2 separate regions of the Rattus norvegicus genome follow, and region 1 is linked to region 2. A link is a contact called in public Hi-C data. All regions are on one chromosome and are shown on one strand. The core of a region is the stretch at or near the end of the contact, and the rest is flanking DNA. Distances in the headings are between cores, read along the strand shown. Region 1 holds the start of Fjx1 (four-jointed box kinase 1). Region 2 holds the start of Ldlrad3 (low density lipoprotein receptor class A domain containing 3).

What was found. Hi-C and Micro-C count contacts between places; a contact is called where the count stands out from the background.
Region 1: a contact with region 2 is called in a Hi-C map of prefrontal cortex, with 5 times the contacts expected there. The contact joins the promoter of Fjx1 here to the promoter of Ldlrad3 in region 2. A contact is called at or near these places in 4 of 12 Hi-C or Micro-C datasets (Schwann cells, frontal cortex, mammary epithelial cells and 1 more) and 1 of 1 datasets of contacts at active chromatin or transcription factors (oligodendrocytes).

Annotation. Positions count from the first base shown.
Region 1 is chr3:109,228,603-109,232,976 of GRCr8, forward strand. It overlaps Fjx1 (four-jointed box kinase 1), which reads right to left and starts at 2,722. Exons shown (of 1, transcript NM_001108955.1): 1 at 621-2,722. The coding sequence starts at 2,585. The coding sequence ends at 1,236.
Region 2 is chr3:108,934,872-108,939,246 of GRCr8, forward strand. It overlaps Ldlrad3 (low density lipoprotein receptor class A domain containing 3), which reads right to left and starts at 1,459. Exons shown (of 6, transcript NM_001401870.1): 1 at 1,281-1,459. The coding sequence starts at 1,326.

The DNA of each region.
Region 1 (4,374 bases), core at 1,472-3,971, 290 kb after region 2:
GTTAAGTTTAAAAGGGGAGCATTTGTCATGTTTTAGCCCGCACATCTGGTTCTACCATATTTACCACATGATTAATATAGGAACATATTACAGTGAAATCCTTTCGTATCAGTTTTATTCGCTGGAAATGAAGCATTCTTCTTCCCAGTCCCCCTCTCTCTTTCCAGGCTGAACTCAGATTTCCAGTCTTAAGGTCCATTTGAGGGGAGAAGACAGAGAATCTGCTTTTGCCTTTGTTCAGCTCCCCAGCCCCAACCACAAAGGGGGTGGATCTGCATCCTTTGTTTTACAAAGCACACCCACTAGCCAGAGAAAACTAACCCCTATGCCAAAAGGAGAGGAGATCAGAACCCTCCGTCAAACCAAACCTCAGGAATTAAACTCTAAATTTTAAACTCCCTTTTATTGAAATATAAGTTTGTTTAGTCTATTTACACCACGATTTATGCACATATATACACAGAAGGCAAATTCTGTCAAATAAAAAAGTTTTCTTACTAAAAAATTAAAATTAAAAAAAGTAAAGTGCATGAAACTGATTTTTTTCTTTCTTCTGGTGAACATCATCATTGTCAATTTTGGTCAATTGGGAGATGCGGGAAGAAATTCATTATTGACTCTGCTTATAACTAGTTCCGAATTCATAGCCTTCAGGCTAAAATGACAGGGGTTCAGGAATGGGTCAGACAAACTGTCAGGGTCTGTAGGGCTCCCAGGGGCGGGGAAGTCTTGCTCTCTTTGTCCTATCCAGAGCTGTCCCTCAGCTTGGAACAGTTATCTCACCATCGTGCGCTGGAACAAAGAGAGAACACAGGAAGGGGGCTCCACCAGCCCTTGTCACAGCCTGCTCTGGGGCCACCGGCGCTGTGTTTAGTAGGAAATAGAGGAATTAGCTCAAACGGAAGTTTTCCTTTTTTGGGGAGGGGGGGGGGCAAGAATGGACTGCATCTCCCAAAGAGACTGCCATTCAGGGGCCAAACCCCAGCAGCCAGTTTCTTCGGATCCAATCTCCACACAAGCACAGATTCCTTTTTATAAGCTAGGTGGAGGGAATGTTACACTTCTTGCCTCGGTGAGTTTGCCCTTCCAGAACTTGGAAAGGAAACAGCCTGGCATGAAAAGAAAGGGGCAAGTGGGTAACACACAAGTTTTTAGACAGCTTGGTATTCAGACCACTGGGTGGGCGTTGGCCGGTTGGTCATAGCCCGTGGCAGAGAAGACAGCCCTAACCCGCATCATTCATAACCCAGTCCCTCTCTTCCTCGGAGTGTTATTAAGTCCCCGGGTCGGCGGCCGTACTTGGCCTTACAGTGCAAAATGTGTTTGGCGAGGAAGTCAAGGCGGCGCTGTAGCAGCTGAGCGTGGGGGTCTGCGAGCTCCGCCAGCTCTGGGAAACGCGGTTCGTGGCGACTGTAGAGGCGCAGGAGCCGGGCTGCCGCGTCCTGACCCCGGTGCAGCTCCAAGACGCGCCTAGCAGTCCGCTCTCGGAATACACACACCGACTGTAGCAGCGGTTCGTTATACTTGTCCCACATGCCGGCTACCCGGTACCCGTGCACCAGGCCCGCCTCATTGTCCAGAAAGACCAACGCCCCTCCTGGTCCTCGGTGCAGGTTGCTTGTAGCGCGGTGCATAACGCGTGGGTCCCACTGTAAGCTGAAGAGGTTGCTTACAAGCCGGTCGAAGTTGGCTGTCAGGTAATCGAAGAGGATCAGATCGGTCCATTGTACCAGGTCCACCAGCTCCGCCTGGCTGAGGTTGGTCAGCTCGCCCCCGGCGTCGCGCAGGGGCCGCAGACGGCCGTCCTCTGATCGCCAGGGCTCGGGCACCACCACGTCGGTGAGGTTAGGCAGCCAGCGCGTCAGGCTCACCACGCTGCCCTCGGTCCAGTGCGCCGTGCGCAGCTCCTCCTGCACCTGCACCCACTGCGCGCCCCGAGCCTCCACCCGAGCCAGTGCCAGCGGCGGCACGTGGCGCTGGAGGCCCAGCAGGCGCGCAAGGTAGTAGGACAGGGCCTCGCCCTGTATCTGCTCTGGGTTGATGCCGTAGCGTACACAGGCACGGGTGCCGTCGGCAAAGCGGGCTAGGCGGTTGGAACTGCGTCCACAGCCCCCGCGATCCAGAGCCACCACCCGAGCTCCCCGTGCCACCTCCAGCCAAGCTGCTGCTTGGGCTTCGGAAAAGCCCCGGGGCACCTGCTCCTCCAGGCCGCGGCTCCAAAACACGCCCCCGTGCACTGCCGTGTGCTCCGCTGGCCAGGACAGCCCGGAGGGCACGTGCCGCCCGCGATCGTCCGGGTGCCTCCCAGGCGGGTTATCCGCGCCGGCCGCCAGGGTGAGCAGCGCCCGGAAAGTTTTCAGGGAGCCGCCGCGGGCGTCCCACACTAGGGGCGGGGGCAGAGGGAATCGCGGCTCGGGCGCGGGGCCGCCACTCTGGATCGGATGCCGAGGGAGTCGATCTTCCGGCGGCCGGGAGGCTGGCAGCTCGGTCCGTGGTGGCAGGAGCCCTCCCCACAGCGTTAGCAGCGAGCCCAAAGCCAGCAGCCAGAGCCCCGCGGCGGCGGCGCCCCGCATCTTCCGCCCCATGCTCCTGCCGGCGCGCCGGTGCCACCGCCGCCGCTTCAAGCCAAGCCCGGGCGCCCGGGTGCGGGCGGCGAGGCGGGCCCGGCTGCTGGCTGGCTCCCGGGCTTCGGGTGCCGGAGCCCCATCGCGGCCGCGGAGCGCTGCGGGGCTCTGACCAGCGCTCTGCCCCGGCGCTGGGAACTCGCCTCGCCGTGGCTTCCCAGCTGCTTTTGTATTTCGCTGTGAGACCCTCCGGCGGGCGCGATTCACAGGCGCCCGGACCACGTGGGAGCAAGGGGGATCCCCCTCCCCCTCCTCTGCCTCCTCTCCCCGCCCCCACTCCCCCGCCCCTTCCCTTCCTCTTCCCCTTAAAGCGGCAACCGATCCTTCCAGGAGCGAAAGGTGGCCCCACTCTCTGTCCCGGACTTCGGGACAGGGAGGAAGCCGGACTGGCGGCGTCCATGCGGGGGCGTCGGAGCGGGAGGGGGCCGAGGAGGGGCAGAGACCAAATATAGGGCTTGGCGGTAGCGGCGTGTCCGGTGCTCTTGTGGGAGTGGGATGATCCCCTAGTACCCTCGTTTGGACTGTGTCTGATCCGAAAACTTCAGGCAGACTTCCACCGCAGTACAGGAAAGGGTCAGGGTGGGTCCTTTTGCAACTTCACTTGCTGTGATTCACGCTGGCTTATGTAAATTCTCGGGAATGTCCGGAGCCCTAGAGGATGTGACTCCAGAGGGGAGAGGAACCATCAATGACTTTGAACCCACAACCCCTCTCCAGAGCAAGCTCTCCAGTATGGATCATTGCAGTCTTGAGAGCCATGTGGTTGACTTTTGTGACTTTTCTTAGGGATGCTGTGCAAGTTGGATATTCAAGTCAGGTCTCCTGGTCTCATGCCACTTGGTTTTCCCTTTTTAAAGAATGTTCAATATGTAGGAATAGCGATATAAAGACAGATATAAACATTTATTGCCAACATTCTCAACTTGTTTTTTAGTTGTCATTTAGTCACCTTTTCCCCAATTATAATTTTCACCCAAACAAGGGAAAATAAACAACAATCGTTTTTACTAGTTTAGTGTAAAGGAGAAAAAGTGGGAAGGGGACAGTGAAGAAAAACCAAACCAACACAACATAAAAACCGATGCATCTTCCTCCAGACTTTCTTGGTTTAATCTACCAGAAAAGTCACTGGCAAACAAACTAGCTCTTTTCTTTCCTTTCTTGTATCCCATATCCAAAATCAGAGATTCTTAGTCATAAGTTCAGGGCTGTGAGGGTTCAGTTGTCCCGAGAGCCAGATCTGGCACGCCAGGGAACTGTCCCAGGACCTGTGCATACTCCCAGGTTCTCTAAAGGCTACTCCCACAGCCCTATAGCCAGAGCTTAAAATCGGCTTCTTTCACATTGTGGGTCTTTTCCTCTCCTTATATCCCTCTACTCAGTACACATGAGAGGTTTCAGCTGCCATACTGTGTATATTTATCCTGGAGTTATAGGGTAGACAATGTAATGTTTCTAACAGAGTAGAAACATTAACCCTCTAAAACATAGCTGGCCCAGCCCTGACCCAACACATACACCTTCATGGGTTTCTTCCCCACGGGTGCTCTGTGTGCTGCGTGAAGTGTGGGGTCTTTCTTGAATGTGTTCCCAACCATGGGCTTTTTATAGCTCAGATCTGATAAAAGGATTACAGTGCCTCCCATATGGATCCAGTACAATATATTAATTCATTAAAAAGGTATTTTTTTCTCGCCTTGTGCAAGCTTCCCCCTGGTCTTTCCCTAGAGAGCAGGGGCTGTCTCTTATC
Region 2 (4,375 bases), core at 209-2,708:
ACCTGCTTATAGTTGCCTAATTCACTTTCCCCTCCCTCCTTCTCCACCCCACCCCCAACCCACCCTGTAACTCCAGACAAACAGAACACAAGACCTCAGACTTGGTTTTAAAAAAAGAAAGAGAGAAAGCTACAGCAGCCACAGGAGTGAGCCTAGCCCCTTACTGGAAACAGAGCAAGACATTTAAATGGGATCTCAGAGGAGTGGGGATGGTGGGGGTGAGGGGAGGGCCGGCTGGCTAGCCTTCTGAGAGGATGCTCAGAACGGGCAATTTCTAGGAAGGGAGGGTTAAGGGAGGATTGCCTGCACTGGGTATCTCAGAAAGGTTTTGACTTCCCCACAACAAACACAACGCAGCAGCCAAGTTTTCTGGAAGTATTTGGGGGAAATCCGACATAAATTAGGGGTGTGAATGATACAGGTACAGAGCAAGAAATCTTCAGTAAAGAAAGTTCAGTGATCATCAGCTGCCCAGAAATAAGCATCAAGAGCCAAGGGCGGACAGAGCTGAGGAGGGGCTGCTGACAGCTGTGGCCGACGGGCAGAGGCAGAGGGGAAGGGCTCCAAGCTGGAATTTGGAGCGTGCCCACATCAGCAGAAAAGTTCCTGGGAACAGCACTCTGTCTGGGAGGGACCCCGCGGGTCTCAGGCTGCACGCGCACTGAGATGCAGGGACCAACGGCCGTTAGAGGAAACCCCGGTCCTCTTTTCCCGGCTCCCCGAAGGTTAAGGCATCTTCGACAGACGACAGAAGTAAAAGATCTGCTCCCAGGATAACTGAATGATTTCCATGTCCAGTCCTTACTGCATCTCACTATTCCGAGGCAAGATCCCAGGAAGAAAAGAAAGGAAACTGGGATGCAGATGCCGGGACAACACAGATGGGAAATTGAGGCAGGAAAGTGCATGTTAAAGGCTGAAGGAGTCGGGGAAGACCCGAAATCAACAGTAGAGTCCTCTCCTTCCCCTCCTGGGTTCCCAGCACACAGAGCCACACTCGAGCTACGCCCAATCCGGGCGGCCGCCCGACTCTGGGGAGCCGGCGCCGCACAAAGCTCCGCCCGCGCACACACGACAACAGCACCCAGTGCGTCGGCCCACACAATAGCGCGGCGCGCGCCCCGCCGCGGCCCCTCGCGGGGTCCGGGCCAGCCAGGCGCCGGGGTCCGCCCTTCGCGCACACCCACGCCCGCAGCCCAGGCCCGCGCGCGGAGCAGGGACGATCGAGGCAGCCCCCGCGCCCGGCGCTCGGTGAAGCGCGTCACGCGCCCCCCACTCACCCGCGGTGCTGCTCAGCAGCAGGCACAGCGGCCCCAGCAGCCACATGGCGCGGCTGCTGCTCCGCTGCCCAGCGACGTTGCTGCCCCGCGGCCTCGGTCAGACCCCGCCTCTCGGCGCCGGCCACGCCCTCTCGCCGGCCCAGCCACGCCCCCGCCCTCCCAGGCCAAAGAGCTCAGCCAAGTTCTGCACGCTTCCAGCCGAATGTGACCGCCCGAGCTCTGCTCCCGGGTCCGGGTTACAAAGGTCCGACGAATCCAGTTCTTGCTACCTCAGGAGTTAGATTTCGGGGAACTCTTAGCTGCCTGGCTCTATTCTCAGCCGGTTTCCCTTTCTTCCTACATCCTGAGGGGATGCAAGAGTCACCATCTCCCCAGAGTCCAGCAGGAATCTTAAGACTTGCATTCAAGGAGAGAAAGAATTTCGAAGAGCCGATTCTTAGGAGAAAACTTTAAAAAAAAAATGTTGACAGTGAAATACGACCACTGCTTCTCAAATTCCAAAATCCATCTGACAGGCTTGGTGACCCTGTTAAAAAGCTCACTCCAACTCAACAGGTCTGCATTTCTAACGAATTGGGGAGTGATTCTCAGACTAGTGGTTCCTGGAGCTACAGGAAGGGCAGAGAAGAAATTTCGTCCTGAAATCTAAGAACACTGAGGAGATCATGAGCTTCAGAGAGTTTTAAGGCCCCTAAAACTTTATGCATGTTCCATTGTTTGGGCATTACACACATTTATTTTTTTAAGGAAAGCATATTATCATGGAGCTGAAGTGATGACTCAGCAATTAAGAGCAATTGCCCTTCCCCGGTTAGTCCTTCAAATGAGCCCTTTGGAAGCCCCAGTGGAAGCCATGACTGCCTCACTAGAGACCTTAAGCTAAGCTGTGTCTAGGTTACTAACCAGAAGACTATGTGTGCTCGTTGGGTTCTTGCTTTCACCCAAAAGCCGGTCATTACAAGTCGATAAGTAATCCATGTCCTTACAGAAAACACCAGAACAGCCAAATCTCACTTAACATCCTCCAGAAAGCAGCAAGAGGATGTCACTAGGCAGTGTCCGCTTCAGACATAGCACTCTCATGATCACATTTAACCTCTACAACAACCTCTGAGACAGACAACAGTCATACAAGTTACTTATCCTAAACAAGCCCAAGTCATAAAACATAGAACTTACCTGCCTCTTCAAAGATGATGAGGCCACTGAATTTGAGCTATGATCACAGAAATACCCAACAAGCAACAAAAAAAGACAAAAGATGGTTTCGGTGTTTAATATAATTCTATTCCCAGGAAAAGATTTCTGGGTTGCAACTCCAAGTCCCAAAACTGCTGAGCATGGAAGTTTTCCTTGCTGGAAATTAAAGTCGTTCTTTAGCTACTGTGTGTGTGCTTGTGTCTGTGTGTGTGTGTGTGTGTGTGTGTGTGTGTGTGTGTGTGTGTGCTCGAGCGCACGTGTATGTGTTTGTTGCATGTGTGCAAGAATGTGTAATCATGAGTGTGGTGTGTGTGAGAGTGTGTGTTTGTATGTGTGTTTAAATTGCCAGGCTAACACTGCTGGGAAATTACTTCTTGTAATTCACATTTAATATAGTCATAGGATTTCAGGAGAGAAATTGGCTTACATCTGCTAACAAGTATTTTGCACTATCCAAAATGATAGAAATTTTACCCTTCGCTTTTTTAAAAAAATATATATGTTTTTATTTCATTTATATGTAGCTGTCTTCAGACACACCAGAAGAGGGCACCTGATTCTGTTTTACAGATGATTGGGAGACACATGTGGTTGCTGGGAATTGAACTCAGAACCTCTGGAAGAGCAGTCAGCGCTCTTATTTGCTGAGCCATCTCTCCAGCCCCAGCCCCAGCCCCACCCCTTACCCATCACTTTGTATGCATGAATTTTGTTATTTATTTTATATTGATCCTTGAATCAAGTTGTCAGTCCACTTAAAAATGTAATTTCTCACGCCTGTGGCCAGTCCTGACACCAAAGAACAGGTACAGGAATAGGGGCAGTAACCTGCAGTTTATCAAGAGAAACTCTTACACAGTTTTGTCACAGATACATTTCTTCTTCTTCTTCTTCTTCTTCTTCTTCTTCTTCCTCTTCTTCTTCTTCTTCTTCTTCTTCTTCTTCTTCTTCTTCTTCTTCTTTTTCTTCTCCTCCTCCTTCTCCTTCTCCTTCTCCTCCTCTTTCTTTTTTTTCTTTCTTTCTTTCTTTCTTTCTTTCTCTCTCAGTTGAAAAAAAAAGCAGATTCATTATGGGTACAGGGTATAGTTAGGGTTTCTATTGCTGGGATAAAACTCATGACCAAAAGCAACTTAGGGAGGAAAAGATTTACTTCAGTTTACACATCCTGATCACAGTCTATCATGAAGGGGCAGGAGCTCAAGCAGAGGCCATGAGGATCTTGGCTTGTGGCTTGCCTTCTCCTCAGGGCTTGCTCAACGCTTTTGTACGTCTTGGGACCACCTGCCTGGAAGTGGCGTACCCCACACCCACACCTCCCCCCATTGACCACCCACAGCAAGTAATCAAAAGCAAAATGGCACTACAGACTTGCCTACAGCAATCTGAAGGAGGCATTTTCTCAACAGAGAATCCCTCTTCCAAATGACTCTTGCTTGTGTTTAGTTGACATAAAACTAACCAATAGTGTATATCCCACCCCTCGGCAGTGGACAAGAAGGAAGAGAGCATTGTCTTTGAAATTCCCAGACCTCCAATGTCGATTATGGTACCCTCAAGCTAAGCTTCATTTGATTGCAATAAGCACTAGAAGTGTGGTTACTCTGAATGGTAAGTTCTTTAAACATAATGTGCAAACTAGATTTCAAAGACAGTACCAAAACGAACATGAAAAGGCAATAATTTCACTTTGGTCACACGGTAAAATTTAATTTCGAAACATATAGGCCTTTCATCACTTTTTTTAATGTGGCTAAGTTGACAAGATGGCTCAGCTGATAAAGGCAGTGGCTGTCAAGATAATGACCTAAGTTCCATCCCCAGGTCCCTCACGGTAGAAGGAGAGAACTAGCTCCTGCAGGTTGTTCTCTGCTCTCCGTGTGAGAATTGTGGTGTGT